3 separate regions of the Mus musculus genome follow, and all the other regions are linked to region 2. The links are chromatin contacts, called in public HiChIP or PLAC-seq maps. All regions are on one chromosome and are shown on one strand. The core of a region is the stretch at or near the end of the contact, and the rest is flanking DNA. Distances in the headings are between cores, read along the strand shown.

Region 1 (3,272 bases), core at 349-2,848, 240 kb before region 2:
TAAATCCTGGATTTTGTGTATTCTAAGCTAAGTATGTACTCTTTTAAAGTATTTATTTTTATTTTTAAAGATTTATTTATGTATTTTATGCATATGAATACATCACCGTTGCTGTCTTCAGACACACCAGAAGAAGGCATCAGATCCCATTACAGACGGGTTGTGAGCCACCATGTGGTTGCTGGGAATTGAACTCAGGATTTTTGAAAGAGCAGTCAATGCTCTTTACCACTGAGCCATCTCTCCAGCCCTAGTGTTTATTTTTAATTATGTACATGTGTGTCTCTATGCATGTAAGGGCATGTGCTCGTGGAGGCCAGAAGAGGGTGCTGCAGGTAGTTACTGTGGGTGCTGAGAACTTAATAGGTCTTTGCAAGAGGGGTCCATACTTTTAAGCTGCTGAGCCAGCCCTAGCTAAGCAAGTACTCTTGCCACTGAACTACACCCCCAGCTCCAGTTGCTTTGCCTTGCATCCCATAACATGTCCCATGCCCTAACAATTGAAGGTGCCTCCTCACCTAACGCTGTACCATAGCCAGCAGTGGCCAGAGCACCCGTGTTACAGTGGGTCAGCACGGTCACCTTGCCACCCCTGGGGTTGGTCTGCTCTAGGAGATGGCGGGCTCCCAAGTCCCCGATGCTCCGGTTGTCTTTGAGGTCCTTCTCCAACATATCCTCGGCGAAGCGGATCACTCTGGGGACAGAAGAAGCTCTTAGCACTGTTGGAAGGGAGCTGGCTAACTTTGAAGGGGCCGCCCTTTAAAGGTGAGGTGGGGTTCTGAGAGCCTGAGGACACTTCCACTCTGATCACTAATATAAGTGAGCCAGGAGCTGGGGCTGACGCACAGCAGTAAACAGGAGGAAACCCTTTACCTCTGTGATGATGACGTCATGGTGGGAGAGGCAGTTGATGAACAGGAAGGGGCAGAATCAGGGACAAGGTGTTTTTACAGAAGGGGAGGGGAAGGAGCAGGAACCTGGAGATGAAGTTCTAACTCCAGTGCTTTAATGCTCTAGACTCTAGTCTCAGCCACAGGCAGGAGCCGTACCGGTGCAACAGAAAAGCAGTAAGAACCAAGTGGCTGGACCGGAAGTGGGATGGGAAAGAAAATGGTAGAGAGGAAAGCTGGGCAGAGCACACAAGACTGGTCCAGGATCCCGTACCTTTCCCGCACGGTCTCTTCAGTGGCACCCTCTCGTTCCGCCTCCTGGGCTGCCACTTGACCCAGATCGCGGGCGGCGCGGGCCATGTTGACAGCGGTGGGCCGGGCGGCGACTAAGAGGCGCAGCTGGTCTCGCACGAAGGCCACCAGAGCAGCGAGTCCGGGACCGCCGGCGCCGGCCCGCAGCTCCACGGCCAGGCTGAGGCAGCCGACCAGCGCGATGGCCGGGGCTCCGCGCACCTTCATGGCGCGGATGGCTTCACTAGCCTGCTGCACGGAGCTCAGTGCCTCATAGTGGCAGTGCTCTGGCAGCTGCAGCTGGTCGAGGATCTGCAGCGAGCCGGGCGAGTAGCGGATCGCTTCCAGTGTCATGTTGCCTACCCTGCAGGGCCACGAGGAATCCTGCACAGGCTGCGGGGCGGAGTTGCGTCCTGCCGCGTGCGCATGCGCACGCGCTCCTAGGTTATCGGGCGATTAGCGTCTTCCAGAGTGGCTGTAACTTCTCCCAAGGCCGAGTTCTAGCTCCAAGATGCTTGGTGATGGGGCTATTTTTTTGCCGGAAATCGTCCATCCGTTACTGAAGCGATGACTTGGAACTCTCAGCTCTGCCTATCCACGGCTCACAGACACCCAGCGCTTAATCAGCGTGTCAAACGACCTTCCGTGGGACTACTTTTGTCTCCATTTTTTTAAAAAAAAGCAAGCACCATGAGGGACGTTTATTCTCAGGGCCTGAAGAGATTGCTCAATGGTTAGGCGTGCATTCTGCTCTTGTAGAGGACCAAAGGCTTCACGACTGCCGCTAGTTTTAAAGGATTCAAGGCCCTCTTTCAAACCTCAGTGAGACAACATACTCACAACATGCAAACACACAAAAATAAACCTCAGATTTTAATTCCAGCATTCAGGAGGTAGAGATATATTTGTGAATCTGGCTCCACAATAGTTACAGAACGAGTTCCAGGACAGCCAGGGATACATGAGAAACCCTATTTTAAAGCTGGACCACACCTTGTCTCTATTGCTGGGGTGCCAGGATGACGGTTGTCTGCCCACTATGCCTGGCTGGATTAGGGTGTTTTTGAGGTTGTTTCACAAACATCCCTACTGGCTGGCCACTATGAGTGACCCACACCAGCCCATGACATGGAGTTTGGATGTTCTTCCTGCCTGCCGTTAGCTTTATTTCTCTGGCTCCAGCAGCCTGGCCCTCTTTCAACCTTCCTTATGTAGTCCTTGACACCTCATAAGGGGACGTCACCCCAGGCCGTGGCCAATCTTGGTCAGTATCTCAAACCCTTCATCGGGCTTTGTGGGGCCACACTGCCGTCACAACGATGCAGCAGCATCTGCTTAGTTGGCTGGAAGTGAGGGCAGGGCAGCTACTAGATGAGTTTAGAAACAAGGCAGGGACAAAGAACAGCACTTTAATGCTCAGGTATCAGGGTTACATCAAGGCACAGGCATTCTCACCAAAACCAAATAAATAATAATCTGTATAGGAAGGTAGGTCTGTATCTGGGCTGGCAGCAATGTGCCAGTCCCTAAGGTCTGGACGCGTCATGGCTTCTGGTCCTGGAATTCTGACTCCCTTACTCGCTCTCTGAGTCAGAGTAGTCAGCCACCAGGGAGGCATTGGGGGTGTTGGGGTTCAGCAGGTCCTCCTGGGAGGAACCTAGGGGGAAGGCCTGATCACTACAGTTTCTCTTGGATTCTGATGTCTTGCTGGTCCTGGATGCTTCTGCTGCCTCTTCAAGTGTCTTGCTACCCTGGGTGGTTCCTGGTGGCCTTCTTTGTTCTTCTGACAAGGAGTTGTCTGCTGCACACTGAGGACTTTCTGGAACGTCTCGAGACTTTCTCCTCACTATGCCCAGGTCCCCCACCGTGCCTGTGCTGCTGGGGGGTGGTCTGCGGCCCTGGCACAGCTTCTTCAGGACGCTGCTAGCTTTGCTGCTGCTAGCACTGGGTCCCTGGGCTGAGGGGAACCAAGAGCGGTGGATGATCTCTGTCCGCTTCATTCGCTGCTTGTCCTCATAAGCTGTAGGGAAAAGGGAGCATTGGACAAGGGCCAGAAGTTCAGGGGCAGAGTGGGCACAGAGCACACACCCC
Region 2 (3,425 bases), core at 315-2,814:
ATTTCTGAGTTCGAAGCCAGCCTGGTCTACAAAGTGAGTTCCAGGACAGCCAGGGCTATACAGAGAAACCCTGTCTCAAAAAACAAACAAAAAAAAAAAGAAGAAGAGGAAGAAGAAGAAAGAGAGAGAGAGAGAGAGAGACAGAGAGAGAGAGAGAGAGAAAGAAAAAGAAAGAAAGAAAGAAAGAAAGAAAGAAAGAAAGAAAGAAAGAAAGAAAGAAAGAAAGAAAGAAAAGAAATCACCTTCTAAAATGTGATTGGTGATGGGTACGATGAGGTGAAGTGGGGTGTGGCTCCACACAGCCATGCAGGGTCCCTCGGATGGAGGCTGCACCTCCTCCAAAATGTGGCTTGAAGCTTGGGACTAAGAACTGCATTCATCAGGCAGGAGGGGAGAAGAGAGAACTTAGTGGTGGTTGTGGGCAGGGGCAGGCTCCTGTGGGTCCAGCTGTACCACAGACGTGGGGTTCCTTTCCATCCCCCTGCAGCAGGGAGTGCCAGGCTGCCACTGTGTCTTCGCTTGAGCCCTTTGTGTGCACGGGCTCCACCTCTGCCACTTCAACCAGCAGAAGTGAAAAATGTCACAAGGGAAAAGCCCAGCTCCAGCCCAGCAAGATGGCTCAGTGGGTTAAGGTGCTTGCTGCTAAACCTAATGACCTGAGTTCACTTCTGGGATATAAATGGTAGGAAGAGAGAATCAACTCCTGCAAGGTGTCCTGATGTGTGTATGTGCACATGCACATGCGCATACACACACACACACACACACACACACACACACACACACACACACACACACACACACTTAATGCATGTCTTGAGTATGTGGTCGTCTGAGACTCAGCTCTCAGTAGGGTATGTCTTTCTACCTTCCCAGGGACAGGGTGAAGCAGGACCTATTGGACTGTTGTCCCTCTGCACTGGCTGTTGACGGGTACCATGTGTGTCCACCCCCAACCCCCATTCCTGTTTACTTTTTACCTTAAAACAGAATTTTACTAAGTCATCCGAGGTTGGCCTTGAACTTTGCTCAGTCAGCCTTTGAATTTGTGATCCTCCTGCCTCCAATTCTCAAGTAGGAGTAGCTCAGACTATAGGCCTGTACCACCAGTCCCAGCTTGGGTACCGTGTCATGAAGCCCCACCCCCACCCCCACCCCCGAGATCAGCACTTCCGGAATATTCTTCCCACCTAGTGGTGGTCACTTCCTGTTGCTCGCTACAGAACAGGGCTATCACACAGAAATCTAAAGAGACTAATGGGCTTTGGGGATGGTATGGAGTAGGGAGATGAGAGTTGACATCTGCTTCTTAGGGGTGCCTTAATAAAGAGCCTGCCATCCTTGAAGTGGGCAAGACCCAAAGTGCCAAAGCTCCTCGGAAAAGCTGGGCAGACATGAGAATCGCTGTGCTCAGCACAGGGCTGGCTAACAGACCTTGAGGGAGGGGCTAGGAAACTATTTTTTGCTAACCCAAGAACTAAAGCAGCTCTCGCTGACGACGCTTCTCAGGCAGAGCCGCACACCTCTCTCCCTTCTCTTCCCCATTTTCTGATCTGTACTTTGCTGACTCATGCCTTAGAGCTGGAAGGAGGGGGAGCCAGACTGGCTCATTGACCTTTTTTCCCCCTCTCTTTAGTGACTCAGCTGTGATTCACATTTTAATTAATGTGTGGTGGGGGTGGGGCCTGCAGGGACCAGGGACAGTCTATCCAGTTGCACCTTACCCCGGTTCGGGTACAAGAATCAGACCTGAAAGAAGTGGGTGGCCCGAATGTACTATGAATCCCTCCTGATTCTGGGCCCCCACTGGGACGCCAAGATCCAGGGCAAGTGAATCTCTACGCAGAGCTGCAGTTTGGAAAGTTAGTCTGAGGTCAGGATGGAACCAGGCCGGAGCTCTCCTGGGACAGCTAAGGATCATGGGAATGTGCTGTCATTTCCTGGGCTGCTTTTTGGCTAGCAGCTGGGGTCCTCATCTGGCCTCCTTCCTCTGGGCTGGAAACTTGTCAGAGCCAATCACAGGCAGCTTTACTCAGAAAAAGAGAATGATAACAGCCAATCACAGTCAGCTTTGCTCAGAGAATGAGAAAAGTCCCATTTGGCCGCTCCCTGGGTCTGATCAGCACTTTTCCTGAACAATCAAGTGTAAGCCTCACTCCTTATACCAGGAGGAATACTTTTTATATCCTTCTCCATCCTCCTGAGAAGGAAACTGAGGCTGGGTTTCCAGTGGGGACAATTGAGAAAAAATAGGGACGGAAGGAGCTGGGGATGGCTCAGTTGATAAAGTGCTTGCTGGGTAAACATAAAGACCTGCGTTCCATCCTGTTCGTGTGCAAGTGACCGTGTGTGTGTGTGTGTGTGTGTGTGTGCACACGCGCGCGTGTGCGCTTCTGGCTCTCTCTGTCTGCCAACACACACAGGTCTTGGAGGTCAAAGGATAGCTTGGGTCCTCAGGCCTGGCACCTTTTCCCACAGAGCCCATCTTTTTTACTGGATGGGTAATGTTCCACTGTACACAGGAAACACAGTTCCATGAGGTGTATTCTAGATTTGCTGCAGTTTTCTTCATACTGAGGTAGGACCCAGGCTCTTTTGTCCTTTTGGCTCTGCGCCCTCAGCCCACAGCGCCATCTCCCTGTCCCTCTGTAGTCATCTACAAGCAAGAGGAAAAGCGTCCAAAAGCACTGAGAAGTGTTTCTGTCCTGGACAGAAAGCAGTCCACAGCATATCCCACCCCAAACTGCCAGCACTTCCAGCTCAGCATCCAGGAGACGGGGAAAGACCCAGCCTCTGCCAGGCCCTCCCTGGGGCACCCACTTCACACCCTAACCTCTGGTCAGGGGCAGCTGGATTCTCTTGTTCCCCACAGAAAATGAGGCAGTCTGAAGCAAAGCTCAGTTTACTGAGGAAAAGGTTTTTAAATGTTTACATTTATTTATTGTGCACATGTATATACACGTGTGTGTGTGTGTGTGTGTGTGTGTGTGTGCATCCATTTATACTTGTGTGTGGAGGTCAGAGGACATATTGTGGGAGCTGGTTCTCCCTTTCTACTGTATGGGGCCCTGGGGATTGAGCTCAGGACACCAGGCTGGGCAGTGGGGACAGTCACCTGCTGAGCCGTCATGCCAGCCTCAGCATTGTCTTGGTACAGACATCCATGCACACTTATGAAAGAAAGGACAGTTGTACACCTGGGAGTATTTTGGTGGCCTTTGAAGTTACATTGCTAAAAGGCTTTGAAATATCTTAGTGTTCTGTTTGCATCTAAGGAACTTATCTAGAGTGAGGTGGTTTATGAGGGGCCCTGGCTAAGACCACTTGCTGAGGTAAGATTGTACATCAAAGGGTATCCAAGGACTCTGTCTTAGTCAGGATTCTCCAGAGGAACAGAACTTATAGACTTAGAAAATGGAGAGAGA
Region 3 (3,294 bases), core at 435-2,934, 200 kb before region 2:
GTATGTGTCTGTATATGTATGGTGTATATATGTCTCTGTGTGTGGTGTGTGTGAGAGAACACACAGGTGTTCTGTGGGGTCACAGGACAATTTACAGGAGTTGTTTTTCTCCTTCCAGCCCATGGTTCCAGGGCCTGAAGACAAGTGCCTGTCCTGATGAGCCACCCCACTGGTCCAGAGGAAAATGACTTCATGCCTCCTTTCCCCCCCCTTTCTTTCCCTTTTATGTTTTAAATCCGTATATTTATTTATTTCCATAGTAGGAATTACAAGATGATCAGCCAAGTGTCGGCACAACTGTTTAAAGTGTCATCAGAAAAGTCGGCATTTCCTTTCTTTTCTCATTCTTAGTGGGAGGCTTTTCCTGCTGGCTCTGAGGTGGTGGCTGCTGCTCTCACATTGAGGTTTTGAGAATGGAGAGTGGGAAAGCCCAGCCTGCTTCCCTCCTCAGGATTTGTGTTTTCATTCATAGAGGGGATCCAAATGCTTTCCCTTTCATTGAGCAGGTCTTCTGAGACCTTGCTTTACAGAACGCTGCAAGGTTGTCATATCACAGCATGGCTGGAGTGGAAACCAAGCCATATGTTCATCTCTGGAGGTTCCCTAAAAGGGCCAGCCAGGAGAAAGAGAGGAACCCTTTGCATGTCCCGGTTATCACTTCTGTCACAAGCTCAAACACTAGTGCTCCTTGTAGGACACTCCCTGGTGGAAAGTGATATGTCAGGTATACTCTCCCCTTGTTGATTTGGAATGTACAATTAGAATCTTACTATGTTGCCCAGGCTATCCTGAAACTCACCATCTTCCTGCTTCAGTCCCAGGTACTGGGACTCTGTGTGCGTAACCAGTCATGCCATGGCCACCCCCAGCCCACCCTCGCCCCCAAATGTCTTCATTCTGAGTCAGGAGCTCACTGAGCACCTCAGCCCTCCTCAGCCCTCCTCAGCCCTGCGACATAGTGTACTGCTCGCTGTCTTTTGGAACTCATAGAATGAGTGTACTGCTCGCTGTCTTTTTGGAACTCATAGAATGGGAATCATGGGGGCCAATCGTGGCGATTCACATCTACACTCATGAGACAGAGGCAGGAGGATCACAAAGTCACAAAGTTGATTCTGCCAAGGTTATCTAGTGAGCCCCGCTTTAGTTTTTTTAAATTGAAAGTGTGTGTGTGTGTGTGTGTGTGCTTGTGTGTGCGTGTGCATGTGTGTGTGGGGCATCCAGTAGAATGGAGGTCTTTCTGAGTGATGGTCTGCGGTGTGGAGGTGTGTGAGCCACAGGGAATTCAGGGAAGCATGTTACTCCCTCACTTCTGGGTTAGAGCACTCACCACAGAACAGGAACATTTTCCAGGCTGCTGGGAAGCCTAGCACCTGATCTGAGTCACTCAGAGATGAGGTGGTCAGGCTCCCTCTGCCTACAGAGTCTCACAAATGTGTCCTGTGGCTGTTCTGCCCTTGTTTGAACATCACAGATTGTGTCTTCATAGCGGAGGATAGCTGCACTGCCACTATGTGATCTTGTGTGATACTTTGTGTCAACACAGAGCCTTGGAGTCTTTATCACCTTGGCTTATGAACTAGGGTCCACCATTGACCCCAGCCAGTGGCTGGATTTACTGAGAGGTATGGTAAGCTTGCTGCAGGGGGAGGGGCTGGAAGGAGCTGCAAAGCAGCAACGGGTGGGTGGCATCTTTTGTACCTTGGAAGAGACCAATTTGGTCCGGTCCTTATGTAAATTAGTCATCCAGTTGGGATAAACTTGGTTGGTAAATTTAAATGTGAATGAGAGACTCTGCATCCAGAATTGGTCAAGAAAAGGGCGGAAATATATAGGAAAGCCTGCTGAAGGGGTCAGAAGCTGGATAAAAATCACCACACAATACAGTGTAAGCCCATGAGCTTGGGAACTAAGATCTGCAGCCCCAGAATGCATCACAGCCTGCTACCCACCAGCCTTTGCTCTTTTTGTTTCCTGGCCACTTCTCTCCCTTGGAACTTTCTGTTCAGCTTCTGAGGTTTTGTAGTCTTCCAAACAGAGCAGCCAGCTGGGAAACAAACACACAGACCCGATGTGCAGTGTCGGGGCATTGCACACTCAAACCACAATAGCTTTAAATATCTTCCAGGCCAGAGTAACGTGTAGTGGTACATGCTGTGACTGCAGCATTTGAGAAGTTGAGGCAGGAGGATTGCCATGTGTTCAAAAGCCCAGCCGGGGCTGTATAACAAAATCCTGACTCAAACACACCCCCCCCTAAATAAAAAAAGCCAAATCTCTTCTGTCAGACCTAGGATGTGGCTCAGTGGCAGGATGATTGCTAGCTTGTGTGGACAAGGCCCTACCCTCCATCCCCAACATGGAGAAAAAAGGCCAAGAGTGGTGACATAGGTCTGCAATTCTAGCTCATGGGAAGCTGAGGCAGGACCATCACAAGTTTAAGGCCAGTCTGGGCTTCGTAGCAGACCTTGTCTCAAAAGCAACAATACGGGGTGTGGTTTGAGATAGGTTTGTAGTTAAGAGCTCTTGCTGCTCTCACAGAGGACCTGAGTTAGTTCCCAGCATGTTCTCTGGGTGGCTCAAAGCCACTTGTAAGCCGCAGGGGGTCTTGTTTTAAGTTAGAGCTTCTATTGCTGTGATAAAACACTATGACCAAAAGTAACCTGCCTCACAGTCAATCATCTTAGGGCAGTCAAGGCAGGAACTCAGTCAGGAACACGGAGGTAGAAACCGAAGCAGAGCCGTGAAGGAATGCAGCTTACTGACTTCCTCACTATGGCTTGCTGAGCCTGCTTTTTATATACTGCAGCCACCCGTATCAATCATTAATTAAGAAAATGCCCCCACAGGATGGCCTATAGGCCAATCTTATGAAGATTATTTTTTTCTTGTTGTGGTGCCCTCATCTCAGATCAGTTTAGCTTGTAACAAGTTGACAAAAACAAAACAAAACAGGACAATTGATCCCCTTGTCAACCTGACACAAAAGCACATCACTACTCAACAGCAACCTTTCCTTTCTTGTTTATCCCCAAGATCTCATATTTATCAATATCTCAACATAAAATACACAGCACCTTTCTAAAAAAAGATTTATTTATTTTATTTATATGAGTACACTTGTTGTAGCCCCCGAATTATTGATGCTAACTCTCTGCAGTTAATTGCCCTGCTCCTTGGAAGCCTCACCAAAGAGACTCCAGTGTTGTGTACAGACGGTTTGACTCTTCCTTCTGTGGCAAGCGCAGCACTCTGGCAGCTGGTTTCTGTACTGCATCTCCCAGCAGCAAACCC

What was found. HiChIP or PLAC-seq counts read pairs in DNA pulled down with a chosen protein or histone mark.
Region 1: a contact with region 2 is called in an H3K4me3 HiChIP or PLAC-seq map of bone marrow-derived macrophages, with 2.2 times the contacts expected there. The contact joins the promoter of Mri1 here to the enhancer-like site in region 2. A contact is called at or near these places in 5 of 39 promoter capture datasets (the 3T3-L1 cell line, 3T3-L1-derived adipocytes, cranial neural crest and 2 more), 1 of 15 datasets of contacts at CTCF or cohesin (the NIH/3T3 cell line), 10 of 115 datasets of contacts at active chromatin or transcription factors (the NIH/3T3 cell line, bone marrow-derived macrophages, embryonic forebrain and 2 more) and 1 of 9 other capture datasets (macrophages).
Region 3: an H3K27ac HiChIP or PLAC-seq map of embryonic stem cells shows a contact between it and region 2, with 7 read pairs. The contact joins two enhancer-like sites. A contact is called at or near these places in 4 of 15 datasets of contacts at CTCF or cohesin (the NIH/3T3 cell line, embryonic stem cells, large pre-B cells and 1 more), 57 of 484 Hi-C or Micro-C datasets (the AML12 cell line, the BV-2 cell line, the C2C12 cell line and 27 more), 9 of 115 datasets of contacts at active chromatin or transcription factors (the NIH/3T3 cell line, embryonic fibroblasts, embryonic stem cells and 1 more) and 1 of 9 other capture datasets (embryonic stem cells).

The regions. Positions count from the first base shown.
Region 1 is chr8:84,255,726-84,258,997 of GRCm38.p6, forward strand. It overlaps Mri1 (methylthioribose-1-phosphate isomerase 1), which reads right to left and starts at 1,599. Exons shown (of 5, transcript NM_026423.4): 1 at 1,165-1,599; 2 at 519-694. The coding sequence starts at 1,535. It overlaps Ccdc130 (coiled-coil domain containing 130), which reads right to left. Exons shown (of 10, transcript NM_026350.3): 10 at 2,042-3,201. The coding sequence ends at 2,756.
Region 2 is chr8:84,500,212-84,503,636 of GRCm38.p6, forward strand. All of the region lies in intron 3 of Cacna1a (calcium channel, voltage-dependent, P/Q type, alpha 1A subunit), which reads left to right. Among named protein-coding and RNA genes, the nearest start is that of Cacna1a, 87 kb to the left of the region's middle. Within about 2 kb of position 1,565, at least 126 of the 459 cell types and tissues checked have an H3K27ac peak or open chromatin away from gene starts, as enhancers often do. A contact at or near this core is called in 3T3-L1-derived adipocytes, the NIH/3T3 cell line, bone marrow-derived macrophages and 2 more, where this site is marked.
Region 3 is chr8:84,295,832-84,299,125 of GRCm38.p6, forward strand. No RefSeq gene overlaps it. Among named protein-coding and RNA genes, the nearest start is that of Ccdc130, 27 kb to the left of the region's middle. Within about 2 kb of position 1,685, at least 5 of the 459 cell types and tissues checked have an H3K27ac peak or open chromatin away from gene starts, as enhancers often do. A contact at or near this core is called in embryonic stem cells, where this site is marked.